Linked DNA regions of Sus scrofa: regions 1 and 2 are each linked to region 3. A link is a contact called in public HiChIP or PLAC-seq data. All regions are on one chromosome and are shown on one strand. Each heading gives the region's core, a stretch centred on a gene start, on an enhancer-like site or on the middle of the called end of the contact. The rest is flanking DNA. Distances are from core to core; before and after follow the strand shown. Region 1 overlaps LOC110260365 (a long non-coding RNA gene). Region 2 has its middle 110 kb from the start of BACH2. Region 3 overlaps BACH2 (transcription regulator protein BACH2).

Region 1 (2,700 bases), core at 183-2,682, 390 kb after region 3:
TCTGTCAATGGACATTTAGATTGTTTCCATGTCTTGGCTATTGTAAACACTGCTGCAATGAACATGGGGGTGCATGTACCTTTTTGAGTTAATGTTTTCATTTTCTTCAGATGAATACCCAGGAGTGGAATGGCTGGGTTGTATGGTAGTTTAATCTTTAATTTTTTGGGGGAGTCACCACCGTAGTGTTCTCTGTAGTGGCTGTACCAGTTTACATTCCCACCAACAGTGCATGAGCTTTCTCTCTTTTCCACATTCTCACAAACACGTTTTTTGTTGTCCTTTTGATAATAATTTTACTGACAGGTGTGAAAGTGGCATCTCATTGTGGTTTTGATTTGCATTTCCCTGATGATTAGTGATATTGGGCATCTTTTCATGTACCTGTTGGCCATCTGTATGTCTTCTTTGGGAAAATGTTTATTCATATCCTCTGTCCCTTTTTTAAAATTGGGTTATTTGTTTTTTTGCTATTGAGCTGTATGAGTTCTTTATGTATTTTGAATATTAATCCCTTATCAGGTAATGTGATTTGCAAATATTTTCTCCCATTCAGTAGGTTGCCTTTTCATTTTGTTGATAGTTTCACTTCTCCAATTTCTATTTCCATAATATTGGTACCCACTCATGGAAGAAGAAAGAGAAAAAATCTCAAAAAGTGCTGGCCAGATACTCATAAAAAATTCTTCTTAAAAATATTACAAATATTCAAAATGTTTCAATCTATCAGCCTTGGAGAAAAAAAATATTTCCCCATTAAAGAACTAAACATCTTGTGGTTATGATATGTTGGTAGAGAAAATATCTTTAAGCACACTTTTTAAAAAATCATGTAAGAATAAGCTTAGAGGTTTATTTGCTTTACCCTTTATTGATAGAAATAAGTCTTGGGTGCTATTTGGTCATGCAAATTGAGTCCCTGTGGGAGCCTGGCTGGTCACAGGGGGTGGGCTCTGCTCCAGTGTCCTCCTTTCTGGAACATCATTCAGCTCCTTCCCTCTTGTTTTCCCTGGATTCTTTAGCAGAAGTCTTCCGGTTTGGGGAGAGAGTTTTCTTAGCCCACACGTGCTGCTTTTTTTTTTTTTTTTTTTTTTTTTTTTTTGCAGTAATCATGCCACCTTACTGCCTTTTTTGCAGTAATCATGCTAGCTAGCTCAAGGTTGAGAAAGCTTAATAAAACTTAACATTTGGGCTCCTGATGACTAGCCAGCTCACACGCTGCTGAGTAAGCAAGATGCATCCTCTTTGGGGATTCAGAAAGAATCCTTGACTGTCCCCTTAAGAAAGTATTAAAGAAGCTCGGGAGAACGGAGCAAAACAAAACACACAACGAAAGACACTGTGTGCTGTAAGTAAGCAGCAGGCATGTACTGGTCAAGGAATTAGATTACTCAAGGTGGTGACTCATTCCGCAACTATGTAGTGTTTGCGGTTGAAGAGAAACCTTTGCCAGAGAATGACTAAAATCTATTGGCAGCGTCTTTAAAGGAATCATGACTGGGCCTAAACCAGTGAATACGCAAGTGTGCTTTTTTTTGTCTTCGTCTTTTACTGATTCAGGACTGAGAGTAAGAAAATACCATCCCTGTTGACGTCTGCTGTTACGGCACGGTCTCCGGGGCATTCCCAGCAACTGTTCTCACAGGGCCGCGGCCAGACACACAGCTCCCTGTTTGGCCGTGGTCATGTACGTGTGTGTGTGGTTAGCAGAATGAAGAAAGCTGACTTTTACAGATTGTTAGAGGCATTTGGTTTTGATAATTTAAAGATAAGCCTAGAGGAGAAAATCCCCAAATTTGGTTATTGTTTCAGTTTTCTGTGGATGACATAACAAAGTGCTACAAACGGAGTGGCTTACACAACCATTTATTGGCTCAGTTCTAGAGGCTAGAAGTCCAAGATCAAGGTGTCAGCAGGCTGGGTTCCTTTTTTTAGGGCTGCACCCCTGGCATATGGAGGTTCCCAGGCTAGGGGTCCAATCGGAGCTACAGGTACTGGCCTATCCCATGGCCACAGCAACATGGGATCTGAGCCCTGTCTGCGACCCACACCACAGCTCATGACAACGCCAAATCCTTAACCTACTGAGGGAGGCCAGGGATCATACCCACAACCTCATGGTTACTAGTCGGATTCATTTCTGCTGTGCCACAATGGGAACTCCAGGGTGAGTTCCTTTCTAGGGCTGGAAAGGAGGATCTTTTCCATGCCTCTCTCCTAGCTTCTGGGGATTTGCAGGCAGACTGGGGTGTTTCTCGATTTGAGGAAGCATCACCCTGACCACTGCCTTCAACTTCACATTGCGTCTCTTTGTGTGTATCTGTCTTCAAATTTCCTCTTTTTATAAGGACACCAGTCATATTGGCTTAGAGGCCCACCCTGCTCCAGTATGACCTCATCTCAACTAATTACATCTTTGGTGACTCCATCTCCAAACAAGATCACATTTTGAGATCCTGGGGGTTAGTGCTTCAACAGGTGAATTTTGGGGGAGGACAACAAAATTCAGCCCATAGCAGTTGCTTATTTATCAGCTAGAGATAATTCATTACAAAAGTAATAGACTAATTTAAAATTCCATGGTAGTCAGTGTTAGTCTCTTTATTAAGTCCAGAAGCAAAGGTCAGAATTCTAAAAAAGTCTAAATATATTTCACATGTATGAGGAGTAATTATGGAGTTCCTGTCGTGGCACAGTGGA
Region 2 (2,700 bases), core at 118-2,617, 440 kb after region 3:
TTTAAACAGGCCCTCAGACATCTGCGTCTCTCTCCATCTCTTCGTTCTTTGCCAAGTGGGTCATTCCATGTGTTGGCCTGATCAGGTCACTGCCAGAAGCTTCAGGTTTACATCCTACCCAAGGCAGAGAAAACCTTTCTCTTTTATTGGTTCTAGCAAGTCTCCGGGAAGCACTCGTGTTGGCAGGATTCAGGTTATGTGCTCATCTCTGAACTAGAGGTTGGCAGCAGTCCTGCTTACACCTACCTCATGAACAGAAAGTTCCTCAAAAGAAAATCAGGGCCATGTTACCTGAAGAAGGTAGAGAAGCCAAGCAGCCAAACCCCAGATGTCTCCACAGATGCCATAGTGATGACTCTTCCAAGAAGCAGAATATATTCAACAGTATTAAGTACTATTGAGAGATCAGGTTAGATGGCAACTAAAAATGCCCATGGGATTTAGCCACCTGGAAGTCACTGTGACTGGAGACCCACATGAATGGCTCCATCACAAAGTGGGATGGGTAGTTCCTGTTGGCTCAGCGGGTCAAGAATCCGACCAGTATCCATGAGGATACAGGTTTGATCCCTGGCCTTGCTCCGTGGGTTAAGGATCTCGTGTTGCTGTGAGCTGTGGTGTAGGTCACAGATGAGGCTCCCATTCGACCCCTAGCCTGGAAACCTCCATATGCTGTGGGTGCAGCCCTAAAAAGAAAACAAACAAACCAAAACCAAAATGGGATGTGGCAGGAGTCATCATGCAGCGGAAATGGTGAACTCAGGAGAGAAAAATCACTTAGACCTGAGGTGGTCGAGGAACACTTCATGTCAGAGGTAGCATTTCAGTTGGGCTTGAAGGATGAGTAATATTTTAAAAACTAAATCCAGAGAAATGAAAGGAATGGCACTGTGGCTAAATATAGCATGAACGAAAATGTGGCGTCAGTGACTTTTGGGACGTGTTCACTGGGAGGTTGAACAGTTCGTATTTGTTTTGAGCATCAGGGACCAAAAGTGAATGCTATCTAAGGAAAACGGACTTTTTTTTTTTTTTTTTTGGCTGAGGCTCGCAGAAGCTTGATATGGGATATCAGTTGTCAGACCCGGGATGGAACCAGGCTACAGCAGTGAAAGCATCATGTCCTAACCCCTAGACCACCAGAGAACTCCCCAAAGAAACTGTCTTTGTTCAATTTACAAGTTATTCAACTACCCCCAACATGCCTTTAGGTTATGGGCCTGAGTATGTAAATGAGTCACCATTGTCCCTCTAAGGAGACCGACTCAGATTCAGTCTAGAGACGTCCCTCCATGTACTCTTGCCCTGGGGTGTGTCACATGGGAACTTGATACTGAACCTTGATCTTTCCTGTGACTGTCTGAGTGGCCTGGGCTTGCTGTGCTAATGTCACCATTCCTGGCAGCCTCTGTCTCTCAGGCTGCTGCCTCTGTGGTGAGGATTTGGCTATTCTGGCCGCCCTGGAGGAGTGGCCGTGTCAGACCGTCAGGTCAGCGACAGCAGCTCAGCTGTTTCTCATCTTGCACTTGACCCACTTCTTGGGTCACCTTGACCCAGGCTGCCCAGGGAGACTTTCCTCTGAGACTCTCTGTCTCTTTAGTCCACTTCAACGGGCTCCTGGACTTGCCAAGGGTCGCATTTCATTTTTCCTCTTGAGACAACTCGGAATATTTTTTCCAAAGCTTCTCGAGAGTATAGAGAGAGCCTCCTTCATCCACGGGAGGTCAGACATTTTACACCATGAGGAGATCAGATCTCTCTGGTTGTGCCAACTCCACTTTGCAGGGGGTGACCGAAGGCTCTTTCCGTTGTTGTCGTGCTCATCCTCAAGGGGGAGTGTCTTGCTCCAAGGGAGGGGACCTCTCTCATAGCCCTGCTCACCTGCAGCATGCAGAGCTGTGGTCCCAAGTGAAAGCCCTCTGACTTCCGCAATGAGGGGCCCGGGGCCGGGTGATGGGGTGGGGATGCATGGCTTATGTGTAGGGCCTTTAGGGCTGGAGGAACAACAGGCCCCAGCATTCCTGCCCCAGCTCCTGAGAGACTGACCTGGCAGGGGTTCCCTATGGTGGGTTTCTCAATGGTGCCTGCAAACAAACAAGCACATCCTTAGACAAACCATGGTAATGAGAAGGGAGGTATAATGATACTGGAGTTACCTCTCTCCATTCATTCCACAAGCATTTTTCTGAGTGTTTATTTTTGGCATAGAGCTATTTGGGGGCGGGGAGAGCATGTGGGGAAGAGGAAAGGGAATTGGTCCAATGTGGCAGCTTGAGAGGGGGAGATGGATGGCGGGGGATGGGCAAGTATTAGTGTTTGGTCTGTGGAAGATGAAACAGCACAGCTCTGCTCTGTGGGCGGTTCTTTGATCTTCCAGTAACTGCTAGAGTAGCAATTAGCATCCTTAATGCTGAGGGGAGTCTCTGAGAAACCCTTCAGCCTACTGATTTAGGTTAGTAGATCCGGAAGTGTGGGTGCCTGAGAGTGAGAGAGTGTGTGTGTGTGGGGGGGTATGTGTGGGTGTGTGGATGTGGGAGGGAAAGAGAGAGAGAGTGAAAAATGGGTGTTTAATTAGATGTTTGATATTTATTTTATAATATAGCTTTCTATGTTTGAGGATGATGTGACACCCTCAAAATAAAATTCTGTTTTGTTATCGAAAATCGAATCATCTGAGCTCTTCTGTGGAGAAGGAATAAA
Region 3 (2,700 bases), core at 129-2,628:
TGACGTGCCCCTTGGTTTGCCTCTTTCAGGAATGGTTTGAATTACTGCCCTTTCAACAACCTTATGGGTCACAGACCCGCCAAAAAGAAACAATTGTGCTGTATTTCTTTGTCATGAATCACTGTTTTAATTTTTAAGCCAAGCCAACAGGAAGTATGTGTTTATCCCATGTAACTTTCATTTAATCGTGGAATTAATAAAATCGCTGTTACTTAACAGAAGAGCCCACAGGACTATTTCAGGGCACTGACATATTTAAGGAGGGAATTACCACCCTCTTCTCTGATGCCTGCTTGGTTCCGGGGCAGGTAAAATCACACACAAAACAGCAAAAAGCAAATTACTAAATTGCCTCCCTCATTCACTGTCGTCAGGAGGAGATCTTCTCTCTAGCTAGAAATTCATTTTTCCTAAGGCTTCCTGACTAGCTCCTGCCAATAAGTAATACTCTCAAATTGTCATCTGTCTATAAACTTTTAAAATGTTCTTTTTTATTTTTGCAATTTGGAAATTTTTATTACATAGCAGAGAAGAACGAGCTTGATGTTGTCTGCTAAAATGTACCGTGCATTTCCTCCTTATCTTGTCTAAAGTACATCTCTCAATGAGAAGAATGACATTACAAAATAAGAATTCTTCCTGGATTTATTCAGAAAATACATACATCTATTCATTATTAGGACTCTTCAAATTTATTGAAAAATACCTATTTGAACCTAAAACATGTGCAGAAGGTTGGCTATTAGCTTAATCCTAAATTCCGCTCTTATATTTCTATCACAGATGTTCTGTGCTGATAGAAAAGTCTGAGCTATTTGAATTTGCCAGCTTGGATTAATAACTACCCATCTCGAATCATTAATGATGCTGGTTCCAGTTCAGTGATTGAAATGGGTAAAAAAAAATTTCATCTTATTCTTTCCTTATGAAAGAGCCATTGGCTTGGCAATGCCTTTCTTCCTGGAAAAAAGTCCTTTTGAAAGGGAGAATACTAAAAACGGTGTAGGAAGCGCTAGAGAAGAATAGAAATTCATTTTAAAGCAGTGTACCATGTACAAATGCTGTCTTACAAATAGGATTATTTAATTTAAACCTTAGATCTGTCAAGCTCCATTACTTCAAATGGAGCCTGTCGTTTCTTGAGTTCATTATATATCGAGATTATATTACAATTTATGTTAGGTTAAGTCATGGCAGAGATACAAGGCAGTTTAAAAAAAATTACACAGCAGTGTCAGTAAATAGAGCAAAGTCATTGCAGTGTTGGGAAAGGCAAAAAGTCATCTTGCTAAATGAGGATCCAAGCTGTCCTGTACCGAGACTGCTACTAATAAATAAAAGGCCTCTGGGAAAAGTGCTGAGCGTACGCTGGATCTATTTTCAGCTTGCATCAGCAGCTGCTGCCCCTGGGATCACATCTTTACGCATACTCTACACCATATGTAATCACTCCAGTGCTGCAACCAGTAAGATAATGAAAGAGCATGGCATAAATCTATACTTGAGTGGAATGCTAAATGAGAAAAATAATACAAAAAGGGGGGAAATAAACCGCATTTTCAAGTCATTAGGAAGAAAGACTTTGACATATGAAGTGTTGCAACCATTAATAGCACTTATCATATAGAGTGGAGACAAAGAGACAAATTAATCAAACTGACAGAACTGGGACATTTTATGCTAATGCAGGCTCCTGGGTTTTAGTCTGTATTCCTCTGCGTCTGGAAAACTGATACCATTACAGGGCAGGAAATTGCATGAATAACATGCAACAGATCATAAAAATTCACACACCAACTGCAGAAACACTGCCAAAAGCTCTGTAAAAACAAGGATGGAGACCTCAACAGAGGAACTACCAGCAAGTAATGAATGCAAATAAGTCCAGGAATATCTCCCATTCATGCATTGTAATTAACTCTAGGCTTCTCGCTCATAATTACAGAGGTGAAACTGAAGCCTAGCGAGCGAACTCTGCAGCAGCTAGCCAGAGGAGGCCTCCCGGGCCCTGATCCCAGGTCATTTGCCATCGGCTGGGGCCAGGGCCGCTCTGACCTAAATTTACTGCCCAGGTTGGGTTAGCTTTAAAATAAAATGCAAAATAAACATAAAAACATTAACTTGCAACTTGAAAAGGGGGAAGGGGGAGACACATATTGACAATGCAAAAAAAAAATAAGCAAAAATTTTCAGGTATGTTTGTGCGAGTGGTCAGAAGAAAGGGAATCTGGTACTGAAAGGATTTTTATAAAACACTTATAAACAGCCCCATTTGATGAATAAGCTGTACTGAAAAGTGAATGGCAGGAGGGTCCTGGGGAAGGCTCAGCAGAGCAACTGCCCTTTGTTCTCTCAATGTGAACTCCTTGGGTGGCTGGTGGAGGTCAGTCCCCTGGCTCATTTATACGGATGCACAGAGGTGAATGACCGCTGTGTTAAGATCGCTATCCTTCCCCAGGGAAATTGTGGCATCCTTGGCACTGGGAGGAGATGGGTCCCTTAGCTGGGACTCCCAAGAATTTTCACATAAAGAAAAACAACTATATGAATAGAAGTTAGGTGTGGCTAAAAAAATGTGCTTCAGAACTAGAATCCAATGAGATCATCTTTGCTGGCATTCGAATCTCTGGCTCGCAATGATTCCATTCCAGTCCTTCCTCTCATCCTTATTTACTACACACCACAAATTTTCCTGTCTCT

What was found. HiChIP or PLAC-seq counts read pairs in DNA pulled down with a chosen protein or histone mark.
Region 1: an H3K27ac HiChIP or PLAC-seq map of skeletal muscle shows a contact between it and region 3. The contact joins two enhancer-like sites. A contact is called at or near these places in 2 of 47 Hi-C or Micro-C datasets (embryonic fibroblasts and skeletal muscle) and 1 of 2 datasets of contacts at active chromatin or transcription factors (skeletal muscle).
Region 2: a contact with region 3 is called in an H3K27ac HiChIP or PLAC-seq map of skeletal muscle, with 4 times the contacts expected there. The contact joins two enhancer-like sites. A contact is called at or near these places in 1 of 47 Hi-C or Micro-C datasets (skeletal muscle) and 1 of 2 datasets of contacts at active chromatin or transcription factors (skeletal muscle).

What each region holds. Positions count from the first base shown.
Region 1 is chr1:58,342,814-58,345,513 of Sscrofa11.1, forward strand. All of the region lies in intron 2 of LOC110260365 (a long non-coding RNA gene), which reads left to right. Among named protein-coding and RNA genes, the nearest start is that of BACH2, 63 kb to the left of the region's middle. Within about 2 kb of position 1,433, at least 48 of the 83 cell types and tissues checked have an H3K27ac peak or open chromatin away from gene starts, as enhancers often do. A contact at or near this core is called in skeletal muscle, where this site is marked.
Region 2 is chr1:58,389,699-58,392,398 of Sscrofa11.1, forward strand. No RefSeq gene overlaps it. Among named protein-coding and RNA genes, the nearest start is that of BACH2, 110 kb to the left of the region's middle. Within about 2 kb of position 1,368, at least 9 of the 83 cell types and tissues checked have an H3K27ac peak or open chromatin away from gene starts, as enhancers often do. A contact at or near this core is called in skeletal muscle, where this site is marked.
Region 3 is chr1:57,952,078-57,954,777 of Sscrofa11.1, forward strand. The region is part of intron 3 of BACH2 (transcription regulator protein BACH2); the gene reads right to left. Among named protein-coding and RNA genes, the nearest start is that of GJA10, 74 kb to the left of the region's middle. Within about 2 kb of position 1,379, at least 15 of the 83 cell types and tissues checked have an H3K27ac peak or open chromatin away from gene starts, as enhancers often do. A contact at or near this core is called in skeletal muscle, where this site is marked.